Linked DNA regions of Sus scrofa: region 1 is linked to region 2. A link is a contact called in public HiChIP or PLAC-seq data. All regions are on one chromosome and are shown on one strand. Each heading gives the region's core, a stretch centred on a gene start, on an enhancer-like site or on the middle of the called end of the contact. The rest is flanking DNA. Distances are from core to core; before and after follow the strand shown.

What was found. HiChIP or PLAC-seq counts read pairs in DNA pulled down with a chosen protein or histone mark.
Region 1: a contact with region 2 is called in an H3K27ac HiChIP or PLAC-seq map of alveolar macrophages. The contact joins the promoter of COMMD4 here to the enhancer-like site in region 2. A contact is called at or near these places in 5 of 47 Hi-C or Micro-C datasets (embryonic fibroblasts, mesenteric adipose tissue, omental adipose tissue and 2 more) and 1 of 2 datasets of contacts at active chromatin or transcription factors (alveolar macrophages).

The regions. Positions count from the first base shown.
Region 1 is chr7:58,280,597-58,287,624 of Sscrofa11.1, reverse strand. COMMD4 (COMM domain-containing protein 4) reads left to right here and starts at 4,497. Exons shown (of 8, transcript XM_001924389.6): 1 at 4,497-4,576. The coding sequence starts at 4,574. It overlaps LOC106504438 (taste receptor cell protein 1-like), which reads right to left and starts at 2,454. Exons shown (of 13, transcript XR_002345820.1): 1 at 2,136-2,454.
Region 2 is chr7:57,977,699-57,984,798 of Sscrofa11.1, reverse strand. CSPG4 (chondroitin sulfate proteoglycan 4) reads right to left here. Exons shown (of 10, transcript XM_003128485.6): 6 at 4,396-4,594; 7 at 4,182-4,316; 8 at 3,916-4,082. Among named protein-coding and RNA genes, the nearest start is that of CSPG4, 32 kb to the right of the region's middle. Within about 2 kb of position 1,913, at least 5 of the 83 cell types and tissues checked have an H3K27ac peak or open chromatin away from gene starts, as enhancers often do. A contact at or near this core is called in alveolar macrophages, where this site is marked.

The DNA of each region.
Region 1 (7,028 bases), core at 3,248-5,747, 300 kb before region 2:
CCTACACCACAGCTCATGGCAACACTGGATCCTTAACCCAATGAGTGAGGTCAGGGATCGAACCCACAACCTCATGGCTCCTAGTCAGATTCGTTAACCACTGAGCCACAATAGGAACTTCTCACCCTTAATTTGATCAAGAAAAATCAAGGCTCTGAGGAAGCAAAAACTTACCCAGCGTCACCCAGCAACATGCTGAGACTCCTCCTCTGCTGGGACCCAGGGTAGCGCCTGCACAATTCCTAGTCTGAACAAAGCCTGCCACTAGCTACCTCTGAGTGAAAAATCAGGTACCAAAACAGAATATAGGGTAGGACGCCATTTTATGAAGTTTATTATTATTATTATTTTTGGTTGTGCCTGTGGCATGCGGAAGTTCCTGGCAGGGATCGAACCCATGCCATAGCAGTGACCTGAGCCATTGCAGTGAAAATCCCAGATCCTTGACGAACTGGGCCACCAGGGGATTCCCAATTTATTAAGTTTGTAATTAACAATATCTTTTTTTTTTTTTTTTTGGTCTTTTTAGGGCAGCACCTGCGGCATATGGAGGCTAGGGATCCAATTGGAGCTACAGCCTCTGGCCTACGCCACAGACACAGCAACGCAGGATCCGAGCTGTGTCTGCAACCTACACCATAGCTCATGGCAACGCCGGATCCTTAACCCACTGAGCAAGGCCAGGGATCGAACCTGTGTCCTCACGGACGCTGGTCAGATTCGTTTCCACTGAGCCACGATGGAAATTCCTGTACTTAACAGTATCTAAAAGGAAAAACTATTCCTCTACACCATGACATCCAATGTGTGCGGTTTCTGCACACCAACCAATTCTCCAACTGAGCCTCCTACAATTCAGTTCTCACACTGTCTGAAGACAGCATCAGAGCACAACCAAGGGCTCAGTCCCACAAGACTGCCCTCTACTACAGACACCAACGGCAAGGGGTTGGTTTCTCAGTTGTCCACACTTCTCTCCAACCTGGCTACAAATCAGGGTTCTCACAACCCCCTCCTCAGGTTAGATAATTTAATATAACAGCTCACAGAGGTTAGGCAAACACTCCCACTCACCAATTTACTATATAATAAAGGACACAGACAAACAGCCAGATGAAGAGATACAAAAGGCAAGGTCTAACAGAGTCCTAAGCATAGGAACTTCTATCCCTACGGAGCTGGGACTGGGGGCCGGGGGTGTGCCACCTTCCAGCACATGGATGTGGTCCCCAGCTCTGTGGTTCATGGACAATTGTGGAGAATTCATCATGTATTCATGAATCAATGGTTAACTCATCAAGAATCATTCATGGATTTTTTTTTTCCTAGGGACATACCCAAGGCATATGGAAGTTCCCAGGCTAGGGGTCAAATCAGAGCTGTAGCTGCTGGCTCTCACCACAACCACAGAAACCCCAGATCTGAGCTGCATCTGTGACCTACACCACAGCTCATGGCAATGCCAGATCCTTAACCCACTGAGCAAGGCCAGGGATTGAGCCTGCATCCTCATGGATACCAGTCAGATTCATTTCTGCTGAGCCATGACAGGAACTTCAAGAATCATTCATGAATTCATGATCAAAGGTGAACTCAATCTGTGGTCCCTCTTCAAGCGTCTAATCCTGGCTTGGTCTTCCTGGTGACCAGACCTCATCCCACAGCATCCAGGAGCCCACCCAAAGGCACCTCATTAGAACAGAGGTGAAGGAATGAATGAAGGAAGGAAGGAATGAAGGTGGACCCAGGTTCCCCCAAAAAATGATTTCCTAAGATCTTTCTCAAGCAGGTGAGACCAGTTTCCCTTTCAGCAGCCCCCTGGGCAGAGAACCCTGTGTGAAGAGTTAGGGGCACAAAGCCCAGTGTTTTCAAAGCCTGGGGAGCCAGATTGGACAGGTGCAGGGCTTGTGGTGGGGCTTGTGGAGCCAGTGCTGCTCTTGGGGCTACAGGAGGTGGCCAGCCTCAGTGAGGGCTCATCCCTGGGGTCCTCCCTTGCCCACAGTCGTGACTGGCCTGGCTGGTGGTGAAGGTGAACAGGACTTGCTTAGGACTGGCCACCTGGTCCAGCTCTAGGAACTGACCCTGACCCTGGGCCTTCAGCCCAGCCCCTCAGACCCCACCAGGGAGATACTCACCTCCAACGTGGGGCTGCACAAGTGTGGCCGGTGAGAGGAGACAAAGATGAGGTGGGCTTTGGCGTTAGAAGCCAAAAAAAATCACATCCTGGCCAGAGGCTTCCCTGAACTCCCACTGCGATCTGTGTCTGGGGGCCAAAAAATAGGGTCTTCAGATCATCTCCAAGGCTCCTGGGTTCTGGTCAGGGCCCCGCCATTGGACTGACTCGCCCACAGTGAAACCTGGGACCCGGCTGGGTCAGGGCTCCCAAGACCTCCGATCTCTGACCTCCGGCTTTCTCTTAGGCTGGCAGGAGGTCAGATCGATGAGGCCTGAGTTCTCCACCTCCTTATGAAGCCTTCCCCTCTTCCCTCTCTTCACTGAGACGAGCCCAGGCTCACCTGTGGGCCTCTGACTTCTCCTCCCCAGGTGGGCCTGGAGAGCCTGGTCTACACCCAATACCCAGCACACTCCACCCGCCACCTGGCCTTCTGTGATTTTCAATTGTTCTTCAGGTGTTTCTCGTAGCTTTTCTAAACAGTCTGTCATCTGCAAATACTAGTTTATTCTTTTCCAATATTTATGCTAATGGATTTCCCATCTCTTATTTAACTACACAGGTTCTCAGTAGCAGCACTATTGACATTTTTTGGCCAAATAACTCTTTGTGACCAGGGTCTGTCCTATGCCTTGGAGGACGTTTAGCAGTATCTCTGGCCTCTGCCTTCCGGATGCTAGAAACACTTCCTAGTTGTGACGCCTAAAAATATTTCCAGACATTGCCAAATATCCACCAAGAGGCAAAATCAACCCAGTTGAGAACCCCTGGCCTGAGTACCTCTAGAACAATGCTGGATCATAGTAATGGGAGTGCATTACTGCTCCTGATTTTAACAGGAACAGGTCTAGTATTAAAGTATACACTAGTAGGTGTATACTCCAGTCCAGGACTAGTACACAAGTGTACTGTGTCTAAGTTTACTTTGCAAAAAGAAAAAAAAAAGGAAAAACATGACTTCCATACAAGTGAAGGAATGTGTATCAAATATTTAATGAATGAGGGAACAGTAAAATGGTAAAGCTAATTCCAGGAGCATTTTGAGAAGTATTTCTAGTTCCCAGAAAGGTATTTTGAAGTGTGTGCTGAGTTAAGAGACAAAACCTGACAATATCCTATGGGGCAATAAAACTGTAATCTTTGGGGTTTTCTACTGGAGAGAAATCTATGAGTTAACATATAATTTCTCAGGTATATTTTCCTACATTAGTGATTTTCAAAGTATAGTCCCCAAATTGGAAATATCAGCCTACTAGGAACTTGTTAGAAATGCAAAATTTCAGGTCCTATCCCAGACCTCTTTAATTAGAAACCCTGGGGATGAGGCCAACACTGTTTTAATAAGCCCTGCAGGTGATTCTGATACACTCTAAAATTTGAGAACCACGGCTCTAAATAGTCAAATAATCATTATTTGTAAAACAAATCTATGAGACAATGTTCCAGTATGACATTAAAAGGACATGCCACCCACCTTTTTGCCTTATTTCCAAATTTAAATAATTTGTTTGCTGTTTGCTGTTTTGGTTTTCAAATACTCTATCAACTTAAGGCAGTTTTCATGCATCACCAATTTTTTTCTCCTTTTTAATAAAATAAGTGCTGCCCCAAATCTATCCATACTCTTCCTCTTTAAGCTATTGAGAGGATAAAATATAAGTGGAACCTTTCTTATACCCTTAAAATTTTTCTTTAACATGATGTGTTGTAACACACCATTGACTTCAACATGATGTCTATGATTTTTAAAAAGCTCTTTATAAGTGAGATCAATTTTATCACTAATTAGGAAGCTTTCCATCTTTTTCTATTTATGGAGCAGTCTGACACCAAGTGAACAGTTTCAATTAAAAGGCAGTGGGTCCAAGTCTCCTCCTAAGTCAGGGATCACTGGTTCGCTGGGTTGAGGGTCACCTAAGAAGGAGTTTAGGAAAATTCATTATGCTTTGTGCTTACACTATGTACAATTTCTTGGGTGTATATTTTAGTCCAGTGAAGTTTTAGAAATATGTCCTGCCACAGCGCACCGCTATACATAATGGCATTGCTTACTGACTCAAACCATAGAAACGACCGGAATAGCCCAGCAGAAGGGATCGATTCTAAGTGTCACACCCGGCTCTGGGCTCCCACTCCCTTAAAACGAACAAATTTAAGGGCTTCCACTCCCTCCTCCTACAGTTTTGGTTCTCTTCTTAGCCTGGGGGTTGGAGCCAGTTCTTTCCGGGGAAAGGTTCTGGGGGACTAGGTCGCCCCCGCGCTCGGCCCGGGGAGGCCAGGTCAGGGCGAGTCGCCCCCGCCCCTTCGGAGAAAGCCCCGCCCCGGCGTCACGTGACCGCAGCATCAGCTGACCAGGAACGACAGGAAGGAGACCGTCCCCGGCGCGGGCTTCCTGGAGCGATGGTGAGGGATGAGGGGTAATGCGAGGCATCGGGTGCTGGGGTTGGGCAGGGCAGGAGCCTCCAAATCTCACCGCTGTGGGGATGGTGGCGCGCCGGGTGCGAGGAGCTGGACAGTCTGTCCAGGCCGTGCAGCGGGCGCTTGGGTGCAGTCCTGAGGGCCGAGGGTCTGATAGAGAAAAGCCCCCCTCCACCCTCTCCCCATCAGGATGGGTAGGACAGGGCAGGCAGGCCGGCTTGGAGTGCCTCCGCGGTAAGGAAAGGCCCACACCCGCCGGGGCAGGGACAGGGCCTGGGGCTTGTCCCTTCAAGCCTTCCGCTGCCCCAGTAGGTCCTCCCAAAGGTGCCCGCTTACCAGCCCTCCTGTGGGACTTGGAGAAAAACTTGCTTGGAATTAGGCGCGGTCTTCTGCATTATTAGAAAAACCCTTCATTCTTCCCAGAGCCAGAAAGGAGTAGGTTTGGGGTGGGGACTTCCCAACTCATCCATCCATTCATTCCTTCAGCAGATTGTGAGTGCCTGTTTTATACCATGCACTGTGCCAGGCACTGGGTCTTCAACTGCAGGAGGGAAGGGCAAAGTTGGCAGCTTGAATGGGCAGTCATAGTTAAGATGTGAGAGGAAGGGGCCTAACTTGCCTTGTGCAAAGTGTCAGGAAGGCTTCCAGAGGATGACATCACCCAAGGACCCTGGAGTAGGGAAGAAAGCTAGCTGAGTGCGGTACAGATTGTGTAGGGGGGTTGTCAGGAGGCTGTATCTTCAGACAGGGAACAGCAGTCAAAGAATTTAGGTGAGAGAGAGCATGATTCCCTAGGAATGAATGCAATTCACCACCTGGAAGAGTAGAAACTGGAGGCTATTAGTGAAAGATGAGGCTGGACAGGTAGGCAAAGACGGAAGCTTGCTGGGTCTTGAGAGTCACACAGAAGAGTCTGGACTTTAAGAAGAGGACACTGGGAAGTTAGGAAGAGCCTTTAAGCTGATTTGTGGAGGGAGCAAGAGGGGAACAGGGAGCCCAGCCTGGGGCAGCAGACCCCTCAGAAGATGGTGATGGCTTCAGATAGGGTGGAGAGAGGGGGGAGGGAATCAGCAGGACTCATGGACTAAATGCATGAGGAAAAAGGGAATGGGAGAGGTCTGGGCTTGGTTCCCAGGTAGTCGTGCTGGGTGGGGTGGCAGGGGGCAGATTTCAGCACGAAGAGCACCAGTTATTTTGATTCATGCTGAGTGAGGTTTCTGAGCTCCAGGTGCAGCTGGCTCGTCCTGAATTAAGGGTTTGGGAGTTCCCTGGTGGCTCAGCAGGTTAAGGATCTGGTGCTGTCACTGCTGTGGTTTTGGTTACTGCTGTGGCACAGGGTCACTCGCTAGCCTGGGAACTTCCACATGATGCAGGTGAGGCCAAAAAATTAAAAATGTAATAATTGAACTTAAGGGTCTGGAGCTCAGAAGAATACAATGGCAGTTATGCTCTGGGGAGTTCTCAGCACAAAGATGATCATTGAACCCTAAAAATATGTAACCTGTCTCAGTGAGAATGTGAGTAGGGAAGAGATGGCCTACAACATAAGCTAGAGAAACACCAGCATTTTAAGAAACTGCAGGAGTTCCCATCGTGGTGCTGCGGAAACGAATCCGACTAGGATCCATGAGGTTGTGGGTTTGATCCCTGGCCTCGCTCAGTGGGTTAAGGATCTGGTGTTGCCGTGAGCTGTGGTGTAGGTTGCAGACGCGGCTCAGATCTGGCATTGCTGTGGCTGTGTTGTAGGCCGGCAGCTGTAGCTCCAATTCAACCCCTAGCCTGGGAACCTCCATATGCTGCCAGTGCGACCCTAACAAGCAAAAAAAAAGGAAAGAAAGAACCTGCACAAGGAACATGTACTTATGGTAAAAATGTAAATAGTACATTGTAATGTCAATAATGGTAGAAGTCAGAAAAAATACAGGGATGGTAGAAGACAGCTATGGGTAGAAGTCAGGGGCCCTTGAACTTAGGAAAAATATTACATCTTAATTTTCACTAACTTCAAACTGAAATTTAGTATTTCTTTTGGTTTTGTGTGTTGGCAGCAAACCCACTACTATTAGCAGCACCTCTGACTTTGTCATAATAATAGATATTTTTGTATCACACTACAGCTGTTGGCATTGTTTACATATTGTTTATGGTTATTTCTAAATTACTATGGTAATTAGACTTGAAACATGTCACATCACCAATTTGTTTCTTTTACTGTGTAGGTTTTTTCTATGTATTTTATACATTTAAAAACACTGTTGGAGTTCCCTGGTGGTGAAGTAGGCTAAGGATCCAATGTTCACACACACACACCACTGTGGTGTGGTTCAATCCCTGGCCCCAGAACTTCGTATGCTGCAGGTGCAGCCAAAAAAAAAAAAAAAAAAAAGGAACCAAAATACCTTTTTTTTTGTGTTGGAGTGATACACAGTAGATTAGC
Region 2 (7,100 bases), core at 664-3,163:
ATAGCATATCTTTCCTCTTTTGCAATGAAATCCCTGCCTCTTTTCTCTCTGAAGACACCGCTCTTACCATCTCCTGTCTTTCTTCCCCCAGGTGAGTCATTCTTATCATTACGCAACTAAGCTAACCCTCCACCTTAAAGAAAAAACTTCTCTTGGAGTTCTCATTGTGGCTCAGTGGACTAGTATCCATGAGGACGCAGGTTTGACCCCTGGCCTCACTCAATGGGTTAAGGATCCGGCATTGCCGTGAGCTGTGGTGTAGGTTGCAGACGTGGCTCAGATCCCCAGTTACTGTGACTGTGGTGTAGGCCCAGCAGCTACAGCTCTGATTCGACCCCTAGCCGGGGAACTTCCACATGCAGTGAGTGAGGGTGGCCCTAAAAAGACAAAAAAAAAAAAAAAAAAAGCACACACACAAAAAAAGAAAAAACTTCTTGACTTCACTGTCCTACACCACAGCCACAGCAATGTGGGACCCAAGCCACATCTGCAACCTACCCCACAGCTCACGGCAACACCAGATCCTTAACCCACTGAGCGAGGCCAGTGATCAAACCCTCAACCTCATGGTTCCTAGTCGGATTCGTTAACCACTGAGCCAGGACGGGAACTCCTTTCTTCTTCTTTTTTGGCTGAATTTGAGGCATGCAAAAGTTCCTGGGCCAGAGGTCAAGTTCCCACCATTGCAGGGACCGGAGCCCCAGTAGTGACAATGCTGGATCCTTAACCTGCTAAGCCACCAGGGAACTCTTTTTTTTGCTCTTCTTTGCAGCAGAGTCCAAAAAGAATAGTCTACACTCTTCCCCATGCCATTCTGAGTGCACTCCACCCAGGCTTCTGCTCCTATGGCTGCCAAGGGCACAATGGCCTCTGGGTTGCTGGACCCAGTGGTCTATTCCCAGGCCTCCTTTCACTCATCCGCTCAGCGGCATTCTACCCAATCGAGCGTTCCTTCCTTGAGCGCACCTGGTGGCTTCCAAGAGGTTCTGCTCTCTTAGTCTCCCTCCGACCTCACTAGTTGCCTTTTCACAGACTCTTGCTGGTCCTGCCCCTTCTCCTCAATGTCTGTGGCTTGGCCTTGAGACTCTAGCTACAGGCACTGCTCACGGGCTCTCAGTGGGCCTCACATCCTCCAATGCCAGCCACGAGATGACCCCTTTATTTGTATCTGCAGCCCGGCTGTGCTCTCCCAAACTCCAGGCTCATGACCACCTGCTTCTCGGGCAGCTCCGTGGGGATGTCTGAGGGATGTCTCAAACTCAGTATGTCCCAGATGATCCCTGACCTGCCCCACCGCTCCCAGGTTCCCACTGCAGAGGGCACAGCTCTGTTCTTCCAGTGGTTCAAGCCCCAAGCTCTTGAGTCACCACTGATTCCTCTCCTCCTCTCACATACCATCATTTCTGGCCCGGATTATTCCCCAAACCTCCTGCGTCCTGGCTTTGGCCCCTGCTCCACCCCCTCTACAGTTTGTTCTTGACACAGATGTCAGAGTGAACTTTCATTTTATTATTATTTTTTAGGGCCGCACATGCAGCATGTGGAGGCTCCCAGGCTAGGGGTCGAATCAGAACTATAGCTGCTGGCCTACACCACAGCCACAGCAATGCTGGATCTGAGCCGTGTCTGCCACCTACATCACAGCTCACGGCAGTGCTGGATCCTTAACCCACTGAGAGAAGCCAGGAATCGAACCTGCCTCCTCACAGATGCTAGTCAGATTTGTTTCCACCGAGCCATGAAGGGAACTCCCAGAGTGAAGCTTTAACCATGTAAATAAGGCTATGTCACTCTCGCTCAGACAGTACAAGGGCTCATTTGGCCTCAAAGACCCTGTGTGACCCTGTTACCCGTGACCTCCCGTCCTCCCACGCCTCCCACGGCAACTCCACTCCAGCCACACCCGCTGTGCTCCAGGGCCATCTGCCTGTTAAACACTAAGGCATAGTCTCCACTTCCCTCAAGCAATCCGTTCCCTCCCCCTTCTAATCCCAACGTGTCTTCTTGGCTTATCTTTTGTTTTCCCCTTTCGGGAGACACAGGGAACTATTTTCCTTCTCTCAGAAAAACAGGACTTGTGCAATAGAGAGAGGGAAACTGACTGGGATCACAGCGTGCGGGAGATTCTAGGAGCAGGGGGGCTGTGAACTGGGGAGCCTTGCCTGGTTGAGACGGGAGCAGAGCCAGTCAAAGGGACAGCTGCTCTTCAGTTGATGGCCGGAAGAGGGAACACAGGTCTTATAAGAAACTGGAAATCAGGGCCTGTGTGTGTGTGTGTGTGTGTGTGTGTGTGTGTGTGTAATCCCCCAAAGGTTATATCTTGACCACTAATTTAAAAATATTAAAGGCATGTGCAGGCCAAGTAAAACACATCTGTGGGCCAGCTGTGGCCTGCAAGGACTACCAGCTGTAACCTCTGGCCCAGGCCAATGGGTGGGTGGGGAGGAAATGGAGACCCTTAGGGGTGGGGGTGGGAAGTTGGATGTCTGGGTACAGGAGCTCCTTGTGGGTGGGGGTGACTGGCTTGGGATGAGGCAAGTCACAGGTGAGGTGGGAAGGCTTCCTGAGCTCTGGAAACCAGCAGTGTTCTTTGGTGAAAGAAATCTTGGGCCAGCAGTCTGAAGGCACAGTCCTGGTTTTGCTTCTTACTAGCCATGGACTTGGAATGAAGTCACCTGACCTCTCTCTGTGAGCCTCAGTTTCCTCATCTGTAAAGTGGGAAAAGCTGATCTCTGCCCCACCCAACTCAGAGGATGGAGGGACAGTGGCGCTGTCAGTCCTGCCTGCCCCCTTCACCCAGTCCTGCCCTCCTCCCAGCTTCCCTGGGTGGCCCTGCCAGCCAGACCCCCTAGGGGCCATTCATTCTAGAACTTGGATTGCTGGGGTGTGAGGGAAGCAGAGCAGGTCCAGGAGGGGACTTCCTCCTCCTTCCTGGGCATCCAGTGACAAAGGCTCCCAGGGATTCAGGGTGCACAGCTGCTACAGCCTCCAGCCTGCTGAATATTTCATTGTGGGGAGGAGCAGAAAGGGGGCCATAGCAGAAGCTGGGAGAACAGAGAACCCAGGCCTGGGGAATATTGATGCGAGAGGACTGAGAGACTCTTCCTGCCCTTGTTAAGGTGACTTCCTTCCCCGATGCCTGAAAGTTCCATACTGCCCTGCCCTGGGGAGAACCAGGGCTGCCCTAGAATGCTTGCACCTTTTGCACTTAGAAGGGACCTTAATTTAAGTGATGGCTGTTGGCCCCACTGGTACAGCATAGAGGGCTCTGTGATCCCAGCAGCGTATCGGTCTGACCCTTCCTGTGGCTCAATTCTGGTTTTCACTGATGGCCTCTGGCGTGCAGTGGGACAGCTGTGTCCTGAAGCTGCTGTGATGGATGGATGGATGGATGGCAGCTTTGCTCCTAACTCACCTACTCAGCTGCCTTCTGCCCACTCATCTGCTTTCAGGACCCATTCTGCTTCTTGCTGCTCTTGACCTGAGCCCCAGGCTTACACCTCTGTTCACCAGCCCAGCAGCTGCCTTCATCCCAAACTCTATCCCCTTGAACCAAGCACTGCCCCCATCAGCCATTGGGGTATCTAGTGTCCCCCATGCAGAGTATTATTTTCAGCTCCTAGGGTCCAACTGTAGTTTCTTCTAGAAGCCAAGCCCCAGAACATCATCCCTGTTCTGAGCCCCTATAGCTCTGACTTCCTGCATCCTTCTTTCTGCCCCGGAACACTAAGCCCTGGTGGTCCTGACTGGTTGGTGGCCCTTGGAGGGGGGCATGCAGAGGCTGGACCATGGTGAGCCCGGGGAGTGGCTGCCAACACTGCTGGAGCTCGTACCCATGTCCACATGTGTGTCCAGAGGCAGAGTGGGCTATTCCAGGCCGGAGTCTAAGTGGTGGCTGTAGAGAGGGGTCCTTACCTCTGCCTGAGTGAAGTTCACCAGGGCCTCCCCAGCGGGGCCCCGCTGGGTGTGGAAGAGCCGGCCAAGCTGGGGACCCTGCACCACCTGGTAGAGCAGGTGGCGGGGGTCGGTGCCTGCGCTGGAACTGGCTCGCAGGCTCTGGCTGCTGAGTGGCTGGACAGAGCCTGCGAGAGGCAAAAGGGGACTGTCAGCCTTGGCTCGGGAGCCAGGGCAAGGCCTGCAATGGCTGGAGAGGCAGTATGACCCTGGCGTGGTGCACCCACCTGGGCAGACAGTCAGCGTCCGGCTGCCCTCCAGCGAGAGGAGCGGCTGCTTCTGGGCCACCACCCGGAAGAAGTGTCCAGGGGAAGTGTGCTCACCATCAGACAGGCTGAAGCGGAAGCCTCCATCCAGGGCTCCTAGGACAGGGGTGGAGTTGGGTCTCGCTGGCCCATGCCGGCGCCCACGCTCAGGGCATCCCCACCTCTCAGCACTTACCTTTGTGTGAGAACAGCACAAGCCCGCCGTCCAGCTGGGCCTGGGTGAAGCTGTGGACCTCGGTGCCCGGCTCTGTCCGCAGCAATACCCGTCCGTTGATAGGCTGCTCAAGGGTGTAGACCAGGTCCTCGGGTCCTGAGTCGTTGTCTGCACCCCTAAGGGCCTCCGTAGGGATAGGCACAGTGGCCCCTTCCCACATCTGGGGACACAAGCCTGTGAAGGTTCTGCCCTGGCCAAGCTCACCCACTTCCTTCCTCCCAGGCCCTGGGGTGGCGAGCAGGGCTCCAAGCACTGGGCTCAGGCTCTTAGCTGGCATGGAGGTGCACGCTGTCCTGGGCTTCCCTGCACAAAGCCCCAGCCCCTTCACCTTGCCCTGTTAGCCCAAGGGCCTCCATGCGAAAGCTCCCTGCTCCCCACCTGCCCGAATCCTGCTTGTCTCTAAGGTGAACTCATGGAAATTTACCTCTAGAGAGCCCTTTACCATGACCCGGAGTGCTGCTTAATGTGGTTCACTGGCAGGGCAGGGGTCTCTCTTCAGACCCTCCATGGTGAGTCTGGCACACTATGGGAACGGTGGTTTATTTGTTTGTTTTTTGGCTTTTTAGGGCTGCATCCTTGGCATATGGAAGTTCCTGGGCTAAGGGTCTAATAAGAGTGGCAGTTGCTGGCCCACACCACAGCCACAGTAACACCAGATCTGAGTAGCACCTGCACCACAGCTCACAGCAAAGCCAGATCCTTAACCCACTGAGTGAGACCAGGGATCGAACTTGTGTCCTCATGGATACTAGTCAGGTTCATTACCGCCGCGCCACAACAGGAATTCCTGGGCATGGTGATTTTGGTCTGCCCAGGATATTTATTTATTTATTTATTCATTTAGTCTTTTTGTCTTTTTAGGGCCACACTCACGGCCCACGGAGGTTCCCAGGTTAGGGGTGTAATCAGAGCTATAGCTGCCTGCGTACACCACAGCCACAGCAACGCAGGATCTGAGCCACGTCTATGACCTACACCACAGCTCACGGCAATGCTGGATCCTTAACCCACTGAGCAAGGCCAGGGATTGAACCTGAAACCTCATGGTTCCTAGTCGGATTCGTTTCCGCTGCACCACGATGGGAACTCCTGCCCAGGATATTTAGAAATGGGCTCCCCTTCCATACGAGGGAGGGTATGGGAGGCTTGGTAAGCTGGAGCAATACTGGGAGGGATGGAGCCCAGTGTTTCCAGTGCAATCACAGGCCCCAGGCAGGTGGGTGAGAACATGCTGGGTGCAGGCAGCCTCTCCCTCTGCTCAGAGGGAAGGGGAGCACTTCCTCCCCGAGGCCTCCCACCAGCTAGCAGGGCAGGATCCTGCTCCCAGGGCCCTGTTACATGTCCTGCTGGGTCAGCAACTTATGGGCAGTATTGGGGAGGGGTTTCTATCCCTGGAAAACTGAGCCCTCTGGGATTCCTTCCCCCAGCCCAAGGCAGACCTCTGCCGGAACACTGGAAGGAGGGCCACCAAGTACAGAGGCCAAGCGTCAGCGCGGGGTTCCCGGCACAAACACAGTGGGCAGCGCCATCTTGTGGCTGAAATGCCACACAGCACCATCTGACTGTGGTCCCAGGGCAGCCCTTAGCTGTACCTTACCCTCTGCTGGCCTCTCCACCAGGCACATCCTATACCAGCAAAGATTCCCAGTGCCCCATGTCACAGACATCCCATCAGCCCTCTCTTGAAACCTTCCATGGCTGCTTCTGACCCAGAGTTCATACCATAGAAGTCAGCATCCAAGGCCCAGCCATTCGCTATCCTGCTGTGTGGCCTCGGTCAAGCCACACTCTTTCAGTTCCACCAGTAACTTCCTTTGTGACCCATGGAGAAGTTATGATACCTGTCTTGGCCTCAACCTCCACTTCTGATGGATGGGGGCACCACTACTCTGCAGTAGTGTAAGAGGCAGCGAGCTGGGGAGCCAAGCTGTGGCCATGATTTGCTGCAGGTGGAAGTGGGGAGCAGTTGGAGTCCACCCTCAAGGGTTTTTTTTGTTTTTATCTTTTTGTCTTTTTGGGGCTGAACCCACGGCATATGGAGATTCCCAGGGTGGGGGTAGAATCAGAGCTGTAGCTGCCAGCCTACGTCACAGCCACAGCAATGTGGGATCCGAGCTGTGTCTGCCACCTGCACCACAGCTCACTACAATGCTGGAACCTTAACCCTCTGAGTGAGGCCAGAGATTGAACCCGCAACCTCATGGAAACTAGACGGGTTCGTTTCCACTGAGCCATGATGGGAACTCTTACCTTTAAGGGTTTGAAAGAATTTTCTTCAGGAGTTCTGTTTTTTTTTTTTTTTTTTTTTTGTCTTTTTGCCTTTTCTGGGGCTGCTCCCGTGGCATATGGAGGTTACCAGGCTAGGGGTCTTAATTGGAGCTGTAGCCACCAGCCTACGCCAGAGCCACAGCAATGTGGGATCTGAGCCGCATCTGCGACCTATACCACAGCTCAAGGCAACACTGGATCCTTAACCTGCTGAGCAAGGCCAGGGACCAATCCCGCAATCTCGTGGTTCCTAGTCGGATTCATTAACCACTGCACCATGACGGGAACTCCGAGGAGATCTGGTCTTGAGCCACTGCAAAAGCTTCCTGCTAAAGGTGAGTCCAGGGAAGACAGGGCCAAGCATGCCCCTGCACAAGGCTGTCTACTGCACTTAGAAG